Linked DNA regions of Gossypium arboreum: region 2 is linked to region 1. A link is a contact called in public Hi-C data. All regions are on one chromosome and are shown on one strand. Each heading gives the region's core, a stretch centred on a gene start, on an enhancer-like site or on the middle of the called end of the contact. The rest is flanking DNA. Distances are from core to core; before and after follow the strand shown.

Region 1 (6,266 bases), core at 1,566-4,065:
ACACCCCTATAGGGCTTGCAACGAAATCTTAGGATTTATAAAGAAACTCAAAAGAAAGCTTTTATGGCCACAGAGATTTGAAAAGTATACCACAACAACTAGCTAAGCACATACTATAGCAAACCGTTTCGGCCATAACATATTGAACACAACTATAGCATCTACCAAACGGGCAAACTAGCCTTGACTACTATTTCCAACCCAATATTTAGTAAGTTGCATGGCAGCTGTCAACTATCAGCATAGGAAATCTTACCAAGTGTATTGGAACAAAGATGATGATAGTGTATGTCATATTTTTCTTATCAAAGTTCTTACAAAAGAATATTTACGTATTCACTTGTCCTTTTCCATGAGAGTACCAAAAAGTGTGTCACTCATCATGCTGCAAGAAGCATAGTGAATTTCTAGGTCAGCCTCCACAAACACACTGAATGGTTGCCAATTCATGTAGTGCAGAAAGGAGCATATGTTAACTTACAGCTAACAGCAGTTAAATCAACAAAAAAGGATCATTTCTTCGTGTAAGTCTGGTGATCAGGTCCGACATCACGTGAACCAGTATTTATGTAAGGCCCTCGAAAAGTTGCCTGTGGAGGAAGTGGTTTAGATGAATCTACAGGTCTCCTAGATGTCCTGGATGATACAAACCATTATTCAACTTTTTCAAGTTGATAAACATAGCTCTTGGCAACACATTGCTCTGGAAAAAGAATTATACTTACGCCATATAAAATGGAAATGCTAAGCCTGCAGCTGCAAAAACTAGTAAGCCAGAAGCAACCATGACATTCCGTGCTTGTGTCATTGTGATTCTAAACCAACGTCAACAATGAAAAAGACCTAACAAGTCAAAGAAATTGTTGTTATTTCCATTATCAATATTCTACATGTTAATCCATGCATTTTTACAACAAATAAAAGAAATATTATTCTAGAATAGCAGATTGCAGCTCAAACACATATAAATCAGAGAATGAGGGTCAAAAAGAGAACTAGAATTGCCAAGTTCGATCTTAAGAGCAGCTTTCACATCCACCTACCACAACAGGCATGTAAAGCACAAAACTTTCCACTGTCAACATGGGAATTTTTTCTTTTTTGCTCAGCCAAAATAAAAATTTTATTAAATACCCAATAAAGCAAGACTAGCCGAACGGTTAGTACACAATGAGTAGCAGAGAACAAACACCTTTGAAAACATCAACAACAATACTACTACAAGAATACAATCACGCTCCTTGATCAAAACGGCTAACAACTTGCAGCAAAGACACACACCTAAACTTACAATAAGAATAATAAAAGAAACACCAACCAAGCACTCATGACACACTAGCCATCAATTCAAAATTGCAACAATGAACTTTCTAAGTCACCAAAATTCATTTGCAAAGAAAATTCCCTTAAAAGAGCATCAGTAACAGCTTCCAAATCACTCCTTGAATCGCAAAACATCAGCTTCATGTAACTCCATAACCACCACCAATACCAGCACTCCAAAATAAGTGCTTCTTAATAATAGAAAATGAAAATTAACACGAGGCATAAACCGCAAAACAAGCACCTAAAACACTCCATAAATCTCCACAATCAACTGAGAAAAAAGAAACTCCCTTGCAAGAATGAATGCATGTATCAAAATCATCACCATAGCCCCTCTATTGGCCACATAAACCTGTTACTTGATGCGACTAGAGTTCCAAATAGCAAGAACTCCACTTGAATTACCATCAGCAGCAAAGAAACAAAATAAAAATCATCATTGTACCAGATACCTCTAACGTTTCTCACAAGGACAACCTAAAACTTTGTCTCCTGGATAAGAAGCATATCAACACGGTACTGCTGAACAATCATGCAAACCGCCCTCACTTTTAAACCGAAACCTAATCCTCTGACAATCTAAGTATAAAATCCTCTTCACTCAAAGAGCCCAACAACAAGCCAAGCACACCACACAAATTGAATCTAGAAATCACTTCGAAGATACTCAACACCAACGCCAAAAATATAACTCAAGGGGATTCAACACAATCAGAAAATAATGAGAAATTACTTACAATTTTCTTCCTCAATACGCATGAGCTCAGCGATGATTACTTTGTTGCTTCAAGAAGCCTTTAACCCAAGAACTTTAACCATTCGCCAAGCATCTTCAGCTTCTCTACTAAGGACTCTGTTTCTATTCAAAAGGTCCGAATCTATCAAACTCTCATTCGCAATTTTAAACGAATCCAACTCAGCGATAGAAATCTTCTGATTTTTACGATTTTTTACCACCCTTTTTACGATTATTTACAGAAGAAGCATCGGAAATTTTCCGAAACTCGTCTTCATCACATATCCGCAAGGTAATATGACTCATCTTTTTAAACATATAGAAAAACTAAAAAAATTGAACATAGTCATGTCAGACATGAAAATGAGTGAGAGTAAAGCAATCAAATGCTGGGTTTTCATTTATTAATCCCAATAACGAAAAGCATCAATACAGGCATTTCAAAGACTTCCAAGTTTTCTCAACAACCACGCAGAGAATAAATCAAAAACACTTAAGAAAATGAGAACTGCCTCAGGAGATATGCAAATTACTAGTTAAACATCAAATAAACAAAAGAAATCCAAATCAATAAATCCCATATAAAATTATTTAAAACATTGAAAAGTGAATGATTTCAATGGAATTACCGGAATCAAGAAGAGAGAAAACAAAAATCTTTGGTTTCTTCGTGTGGGGCGGCGCTGTGCGTTTCAATGGGGTTTGCTCGGCCTTGTTCTTTTAGTTTCATAGATGATTGAAACGATATCGTTTCAGATTTCTTTTTTAGGCTTAATACCTCTTTTGACCCCTATACTATAGCTTAATTATCACTTTGGTATGATACTATTTTTTATTAATTTGACCCTTGTATTTTCATTCTACTAAAAAAAGTTAAGCCAACCAAACATGTTGCCACTTGTCGAAGAAAGAAAAAACATTGTTATCACAAAAATTATTAAAATTCAAAATAAAAACTTAAAACTTAGGAAATTATTATAAAAATCTAAAAGAAATTATAATCTATTTTTAAAACTTTTAAAATATAGTTTAAAAATTATAAGCATGAAAATTTTCAAAAGAATTTTTAAAAAATTAAAAATTCGTTTATTTAGACTTTTAGGATTTTTATAAAATTTTAGAATTTTATGAGTTTTTTAACAACTTCATGAAATTCTTGAAAACTTTAGGATTTTTTTATTTTCAATATTTAATGTTATTTACATGTGGCAATGTTTGATTGGATAAAATAATTTATTTAACGAAAATATAAATAAGATAACAGGATTATACAGAATGATAATACAAAGGCTAAACTGATAAAAAAATTAATACAACTACCGAAGTGATAATTTATAGCATAAGGGCAAAAGAATTATTAAGTTCTTTTTTGCAAAAATATTTTATACCTTTAGCAACTTAAAAGGCTTTATATTTGACCTCTAAATTATAGATATATTTTTTTCATTTTAGTACATTTTTTCATTTTGGTAACTCAATTATTAATATGTTATAATTTTTAATTGAAAAAATTAACTGTGTTAAAAAAATGGCACATTCGAGCTATGAAAACGCGACACGTGTTTTTTCATGTCATCTACGACATGACCACTAATTATTGATATGACTATGGGCTAACTATTGTCTGATCATTGACCATTTAAATATATAATTTTTAAAATTTTAATTTTAATTTTTTCGTTTATCATGTTTTTTATTTTATATAATTGGTACATCATAAATTTTTTTTTAAATTTTGTTAATTTTAGATTTTATATATTTTTTGAATTTTCTATATTTATAAATTGTTTTTATTTTTATGATTTTTATATTTATAAAAAATTAAATTGAATAAATTTTTATATTTGTTTGATATTATATATTTTAAATTTTGAACAAATTTTAATGGATGTAATGAATTATGATGTATAAAAGAAGGATATTTTTATAAAACTAACTTAAAATTCTTAATTAATTATGTAAATGATTCTTTTTTGATAAAAATATGTAAATAACCTAAAATCTCTGTAAAAGTTAGTGAGCCACTGTTTAGCGCCACCAACATGTCACGTCAATAATTGAGATAAAAAATTATTTTTTTAGTGGAGCCATGTAGAATGGCACTACTTATATAAATATCAAGAAAATACTGTGATTTTTAAAAAAATAGGGGGCTTTAAACAAATTTTCTTTTTTTTGGTGAAGCCAAATAATTTGGCATTGCCAGTTTCCAATGTTCCTACTAGTTTTTTGTCTTTTTTTTTGTTTTTTATTATTTGTTTATAATATTTTTAATGTATATTTTTTTGTGGAGCTATTGTAAATGGCGCCACCAATTCATTTAAACCGCAACAAAAGCGACTTTTTTAATGCTATTAAATTGTAGCTTGAATGCTACCAATATTGATGATCTTATTCGTGCGGTTCGATTGGGGTTCCTTATAACCTTCAAACATTCCATTGACTTAAAGAATCCCAAAAAATCCATTCGTTGATTGCATAACCAATTTGAACCCAATACTAAATAAATAATTGGCATATGAAAATAACCATTAAATTTACCAGTGTTAGAGCTCCACCGAATTATCGTTAAACAAAGCATACCTTCAAATTAAAAAAAAAACACAAATACATTTTAAAAAAAACGCTTATCATATCTCTCTCATTCATTATCTAGCAAAGTATAAATAATTTTTTTAAACTAAAATTGATGTGTCATCAAGGCTTATATATAACAATTTGGTCATGTCAAAGGGAATGACTCCACCAAATAAAATATTTAAAAAAATAATAATTTTAAAAAGAATTTAAATGAACAAATAGCCATTTAGAATGGCTCTACCAAAAAATATACATTTAAAATATGATAAACAAATAATAATAAAAACAGAAAAAGGATAAAAAGTTGGCAAAGACGAAAACTGGTGGCACCAAATTATTTGGCTCCACCAAAAAAATAAGAAAATTTGTTTAAAACCCCCCATTTTTTCAAAAATTGAAGTATTTCCCTAGTATTTATATAGGTGGCATCATTCTACATGGCTCTACCAACTTTCACTGTAGATTTTAAGTCATTTATGTATTTTATCAAAAAATGAGTCATTTATGTAATTAATTATATTTTTGGGGTTAGTTTTATAAAAAAAGCCATAAAAAATTATATGTGGCATGTTTTTATTAGTAATGTGCATCACTATTTAACACATTTAACTTTTAAACCAAAAACTATAATAAAATGATAGTTTAGGTACCAATTTAAGATAATAAATTAAATATCAAAGTGGGAAAATAATAAAATTTTAGGAAGTCAAATCGTGATACAAGCTTAACTTAAAGTGTCTAAATAATGATGTCACGAGTCAATTAAAGATCATAGTACTATAATTTCGTCGTCACTAAATGATTGGATAATAAATTATGCACATACTAAGAGAACTTTACATACACGAATATTGAAATACCTTAAAAAACATATTCTAGAAAATAAATTATAGAAACAATAGAAAAAAAACTATAGAGATCTAAAAAAAAAAATACACATTTTTGGTGCAAACTAAATGGTGTTGCACCAAAATTTAGACTCGTTTATTTAATTGAAAATGACTTTCGAAAATGATTTATGGAATATAACTTACTTTTCCGGAATAGATAATATTTTACGGTGTTTGGATGAATCTATGTAAAATATTTTTTGTTATTTGGCAAATTTCCGAAAATATTTCATAAAAACTATTATCAATAAAACAAACATACATTTGAGATTTTCTTATCTTTTCATTGTTTAATTGAGTTTATTTTATATTTATAAATTTATAATTTACTTTTTTTGCATATATTGCAATGATTTATTTATAAATAAATACATCAAATTAAGTATATAATATTACTCAATTATTAAGCTAGAATGTTAACAGTCATAAATTAAAACAACCAAAGCGAATAAATGATTCCTAATTATGTTATAAAAAACAAAAATAAAAATTGAATAAATAATAAATTAACTTCCAAACCACAATTAGTACTATATAACATTAAATTAATAATATTATCCAAATACATAATTAGTAGCACACCACATGAGGATTACAATATTGTCCAGGTACATATTTAGGGTTTACTTATTTCATGTAAAAGCAATTACAAAAAACATTTATCGTGTTTTCTCATGTTTGTTTGGCATAAAACATCTTTAGTTAAAGCAAGTGATTTTCCTAGTCAAACTAAA
Region 2 (6,266 bases), core at 1,811-4,310, 91 kb after region 1:
TTTTCTACTACTCTCGTACCACGAATTGCTTCTAGTGTGAGCTTGAATAATCGTGAACCAAACATAGAACCATAAACGATTTATTACTTTCAGTTCGAAAGTAATTCTCCCTCAATAAAAACTGATAGAATTGTTATTCCTAGAAAATAGAATTTATACTTAGAAATAAATTCTCGCTCTTTTATGGAATAATAACAATATTGAAAACTTGCATGAACTATTGTAAATAGCTCTAACAATGTCATTTATTTAGAGAGAGAGATAAGAGAATCCTGATTGAATTAGTAGAACACAAATAATACATATTTAATAGAAAAACTAGTATTCTAGTTTAACTAGAAGAAAGGGGTGACACTTCCCAGTTAAATACATTAGGGATGTCAACTATTTGAGTCTCTCTTGTATTGGGTCCAATTATTTGTGTTTCATTGACTTTTAACCTAGCAATTTATAATTTAACCCAACTCGATACATGTTTTTCTATTTCGATCATAAATATTATTTATAAATTAATTTAACTAGATAGATTATTTTTCAATTAAATAATTTTCTCAACCTAATTCTAATATAGTTAAAGTCATGTCAACTTTTATAAGAAAATATATTTAATTTTCATATTCAACGGATTCACAATGACTAATAATTTAATTCCATTTTCGAACTCCAATTATTTAATTAAATAACAATTCAAAAAACTTAAATTAATTCTCAAGTCATTTTTATACTTATTGGGAAAACACATTCATTTCCGAATGTGGCCCATTTCTCTAGCTTTATCATTTCCATCCATTTCTGTTCATTTGATTCTTTATGCACTTTATTTCGGGTTTCAATGAGCTAGTGGAGGGATCGATTGAAAATATATAATTAGAGCTTAAATTATTTATAATTAAGTTCTATCTTTTCTCCTATTAATTATAAACTCATTTAGTTATAAAGTCATTCCACTATGACTAAGCTATCTCTAATTACATAATATTTCGAAAGCTACTCAACTAGTGCTCGTCCAATGACCTTGTCATAAGTGTGTTACCCTCATAAGATATCCTTAATCTCTTTGGGATAAATTTGGTCTCCCAATATGATCCTATTTTATCTCATGGTAACCATTACATCTTCCTTCATGAAAAGTCAATTACTATCAAATAGTAATTAAGTCATTTATCATAAAGACATGCGACCTATGATCACTTTTACTTTTCATCTATCATGTAATGCCAATGAAAGGATATCATTTACCTATTTATTGGGTTATCGATTCCACTATTGTGAATGATGCTACATATTGCAGAAGTCGCATACCCAACACACTAGCTTTCGGTTTCTTATTTATTTGAACTTAGACTTTTACTTACATCAAAGTATATGAGTCACACATACATAGTCCATCATCCATTTAGGATTAAGGTATATCACACGTCACAAATGAATAAATCCATAAACGAATTTAGGATCTATTTTACTTGGGTCATGCTCAATGTACTATCAGTTCAGTCAATCACATCTATGTCTCTATTTTCTGGGAGTTATCCACTCCGATGCTCAAGACAAAGCATCTCCCCAAGTGGACTTGATAGATGACATATTAGTCTTTCAATCGGTTTGCACATTTTCAATTAGACTAAGGACATGTTTAGGTTCATCTACTAACATAAGTTGTTTTTCTGTATTATGATTTGATCATGTAATACTGCTTAGTATTATTTAAACGTTAGATAACTAGTGACCCAATATTTGCTTTCATTTTGTTTTGCATGCAAAAACCATTGAGGACAATATACAATGATATTAATGTAATTTTTGGATGTTTTTATTAAACCAATTTGTTCAAAAATACAAGTATACAAAACGAATATACTACATGTCGAAACCATTTTTTTTGAAAATCTATTTTTTATAAAAAACAAAAACGGGAGTCGCCACCAATCTTTTTTGATAAGTTGTGATCAGGTCACCTTGTAAAAGTGGTTTTTTAATAAATGGTTTGATTTATTTAAACAACGATTTTGGTCCACAAAATTTAAAAAAAAAAAGGGTTCGGGAGTCGGTTACGCACGAGGAAGGATTAGCACCCTCGTAATGCCCAGAAATTGGTACCTAGTTGATTAATTAATGTCTTAGTGTCGAAAATTGAGAACTTTGAAGAAACTTAAAATATGATCCTTTGTTTAAAATATCGTTTGTTTGAAAATTTTTTAAGAAAATGACATATTTTACGTTAATCGAGAAAAAAAATTACGTTCTGTAAGTTAGGACAAAATGTCTTAAATCCTCGAATCGAAAATAAATGCCAAAAAAATCATTTAAAAGGCATTCGATTATCTCGATTTTAGAAAGAAATCATATTCTGTAATTTAGAATACGATCTTTTCGTAATTCCTGAGATTATTTGAAATTTATTTATACTTTAAAAATGTTCGAATATTTGAATTCATCGAGAAAGTCAAAACCCCGTTGTAATAGGCCAATTTTAGCCTGGCCCCAATTTATAGAATAAAATCCAAATAAATAAATCCAAATCCACACAAATTAAAGCAGTCCAAATTTTACAGCCCGTTAAACAGTCCAGTTATAAAACAGCCCAAAATACAAAAATAGACCAAGCCCAAACCCAATTACAAGCCTAAATCAAATTAAACAGACCCAAAACTTAAAACCTAGCCCGAAAATAAACCTGGCCCGAAAGGGCCCAAAACCAAAACATGCCCAGCAAACCCTAGCAGCTGCTGCGCCGCTCGTGCCTCCGTATGCCCATGCGCTGCCCTCGTACGGCCTCTGCATCTCCACGTCTGCAGTACCTGCAGAAAAGATAAGCACCACACAATAGAAAATGGCAACCAAGGAGAATACAATACGACAGCAGCCAATAGAAACGAGAAACAAACGAATTGTAAAAATATATTCGGTTATAAAGCCGAAGGAATCCGTTTTTGTAATTTTTACACACACAATCCATACTAAAAAGAAATACAAAGATTTCCAAAGGTAGTCCCTTTCTCTTATTTTCTTGATTCTCGAAGCAAATATAAAGAAATAAAAGAGAAATCACCTGTTCTTCGCGCCTCGCCACCATTGGAAGCCCTTTTTCGTTCATGAAAGCCATAAGAAACCCTAAGGTTTCGAATAAGCTTCGGAGAAGAGGAATATGAAATGGGTAAAGTGCAAGGGCCAAATTCTATTCGTTTTTTTATTTATTTCAAAAGATTGCAAGTAGATCTAAACTTGTTTTAAAAAGAGGAGAGGGTCCGAATGTTTCATTTTTCGGCACGACGGAGATATGGCGGAGCCACCGCGCTAGCTCGCCGGAGAAAAAGAGGGCGAGAGAGAGTCTATAGGTGCTCTCTATTTTTGAAGAAAAAAGGGGGAAAATGACTTTTTTTTTTTATATTTATATGAGGATTAAAACGGCGCCGTTTTGGACTTAATTAGCCATGACCAATACGCCACCGTTTTAAGCCATACCAGTACGACCCGACCCCATTGAGGGGAGATCCACGTGTTTTCTTTGAAAAGGGGACATTTATGCGATTGATCCCCCACTTTTCGCCTTTTTTTATTTATTATTTAATTTGGGCCTGATTTATTTCTTTTCTTAATTTTTCCCTTTAACTTGGTCTCGTTTTCAATTTGGTACCAGGACTGTTTTTGAGAGGCTGACATCTGAAACGGTGTCGTTTTGGGGACAGGGGATAATTCCTAACTGATCCCCGCCTTTTTTCGCGCGTTTAATTGCAGTCCTATTTCTTTTTCTTTTATCTTTTTAAATTCGCCCCGCTTATTTTTTTTTTTAAATTTTGTTTGGTCCTTTTAGGAGTGTGCATGTTGGGAAGGGTGATTTTGCTGATTCGGTCCCTGTCATTGTTTTTCGAGTTATTTTTAAACCCCTTTTAGTTCATTTTTGATTATTTACAACTCATTCCCCTTATCTTTGTTTCAATATTCAATGCGATATTCGACTTGTTTAATTTCAATCTTTTTCTCCACAAATTGTTCCAGTTATTTATTTATTTATTTATTTTATCTTTTTTAATCTAATATTTCACGGAGATTCACTTATCTATTCACTTTACTTGTTTAATATTTCCTTTACTACAATTTACAATCGTTCCTCATTTCTTTTATTTTGCTTTGGTGTTTTTTAAAATCATTTAATTAATTTAGATTTCATTATTGTTGCCATCGTTATTCTTATTATTGTTATTACTATTTTTGTGCCATTATCTCATTTTAGTTATTTTCTTATTCGATTATTCTTATTAGTAGTTAAGTAGTATGAATTATGTGATTCTGGTAACTCGTTTTTTAGTATATACATGTTCTTGCTATTCACTAATATAATAATCTTATTCACACATTATCGTTTTAAATTAAATAAATACGCATCGTTTAATTATTACACCTAGGCATTATTCGAAAAAAAAAACTTTCAAAAATTAGGTAATATTTCACTCTTTGGGAATTAGAGAAGATCATGCCCTAACTTATGGGGTCTCGATTTTATCGTTAAACCTAGATGGCCAATATTTCTTCAACTTTCAAAATACCTTAATTTTAAACAAGATAAAGACAATATTTGGTGTTTAGAAACTCGAGGAATCGTGTCCTAAATTACGGGGTTTCGATTTTCTTGTTATACCCAATTAACCTAATATCCTTCTAGATTTCAAAGTACACGAAGTTTCGATAAAAATAAAAGGCAAACTTATCCTCGAGGATTCAAATGTCGCATCCTAACTTACGGGATGTGGTATTTTGTTATCTCAGGGCGAGTGAGCCTTTGATGCTCGTTTCAATTTAATTCAAGCATTTTTAAAATGAGCTAAATAGAAAGGATCGTATTTTAAATTCATTTCGAGTTTCCAACTTTCGACGTTCAGACATTAATTAATCGATTAGGTACCAATTTTGGGTGTTACGAGGGCGCTAATCCTTCCTCATATGTAACCAACTCTCGAACCTATTTTCTCGAATTTCATAGGCCAAAATTGTTGTTTTAGTAAAATAAAACATTTTATTAAAACGATCAATCATAAGATGACCCAATCACACCTTATAAAGGATTGGTAGCGACTTCCATTTTCGTTTTCATAAAATGTCAACCGTTTTTAAAACAAAAAATGGCTTTAACACCCGTAAGTTAGGGAACAACTTTTCGAATTTCAAAACGCGGAGTATCAATTATTTAAAAAACAAAATATAATGTGTCGGGTAAGATGTAACACAATTTTGTAGTAAAATATGAGAAAGAAATCACGATACTAACATGCATAACAGAATGGTAATAATTGCGTAATAAAAATAACAATATAAAGATCGAAAATAGAGTAAAATAAACAAGCCCAAAAAGACAAATAATAAGAATAACAAACTAAAATTTGAAGCTAAGACCTAATATTAAATGAATAAATAAATATTGTGTAAAACAAATTAAAAATAATAATATTAATAATAATATAATAATAATAAATTTAAAGTTTTAAAATTATATAAAAGGATATAAATAAATAAATGATAAAATAAAATAAATGTATATAAGAAAAAAAGTAGGTAAGTAAATGTAAAAGAAATATAATAATAATAGTAATAATAATGCAAAACTATTGATTTAATAATATGATAATAATAATAATAATAAGTAAAATAAAAAGGAAATAATAAAAGGAAATACGAAAGAATATATAAAAGAAACAAATAATAGATAGATGGACAAATAAATAAATATTAGTAGCTAGAAAATAATAAGAACAAGAAATATTTAAATGAAGAGAATGTAAACATTAAAATCCTTATATATATATATATATATATATATATATATGAGGGATATATAATATAAAAATAGAAGAATAAATAATATGATAATAGTAACAATAATAACGGAAGGAAAATAAATAAAGGAATAAAGAATACAGAATGCAAATAAAATGAAAATAATAACAATTTAAATATTAAAAGAAGATAAATAAAATAAATAAATAAAATAAAACAGAACAATCATACATATAAAATAAGTGCTTGAAGTTGAGCAAATAAAGGATTAGATTGGGATTAAAATAAAATTCAAAGTCTAAATTATAATAAAATAAATGAATAAACAAAGAAGGGACTAAATTGAAAATCGAATGGAATGTAATGGTGCAAAAGTCGAAATAAAGTAAAATAGGGGACCATATTGCAATGCGCGAATGAAATGGAGGGACCAAAGGGAAAATATCCCCGCCCTCCAAAACGTTGCACTTTACGCGGGACTAAATTGAAAACCGAAA

What was found. A called contact is a pair of places that touch in the nucleus more often than the background predicts.
Region 2: a Hi-C map of leaf shows a contact between it and region 1, with 2.1 times the contacts expected there. The contact joins the enhancer-like site here to the promoter of LOC108454671 in region 1. A contact is called at or near these places in 2 of 5 Hi-C or Micro-C datasets (both in leaf).

Annotation. Positions count from the first base shown.
Region 1 is chr9:60,485,526-60,491,791 of ASM2569848v2, forward strand. It overlaps LOC108454671, which reads right to left and starts at 2,816. Exons shown (of 5, transcript XM_017753202.2): 1 at 2,692-2,816; 2 at 2,064-2,185; 3 at 726-843; 4 at 482-636; 5 at 1-385. The coding sequence starts at 808. The coding sequence ends at 513.
Region 2 is chr9:60,575,896-60,582,161 of ASM2569848v2, forward strand. No RefSeq gene overlaps it. Among protein-coding and RNA genes, the nearest start is that of LOC108455845, 3.6 kb to the right of the region's middle. Within about 2 kb of position 3,061, at least 2 of the 2 cell types and tissues checked have an H3K27ac peak or open chromatin away from gene starts, as enhancers often do. A contact at or near this core is called in leaf, where this site is marked.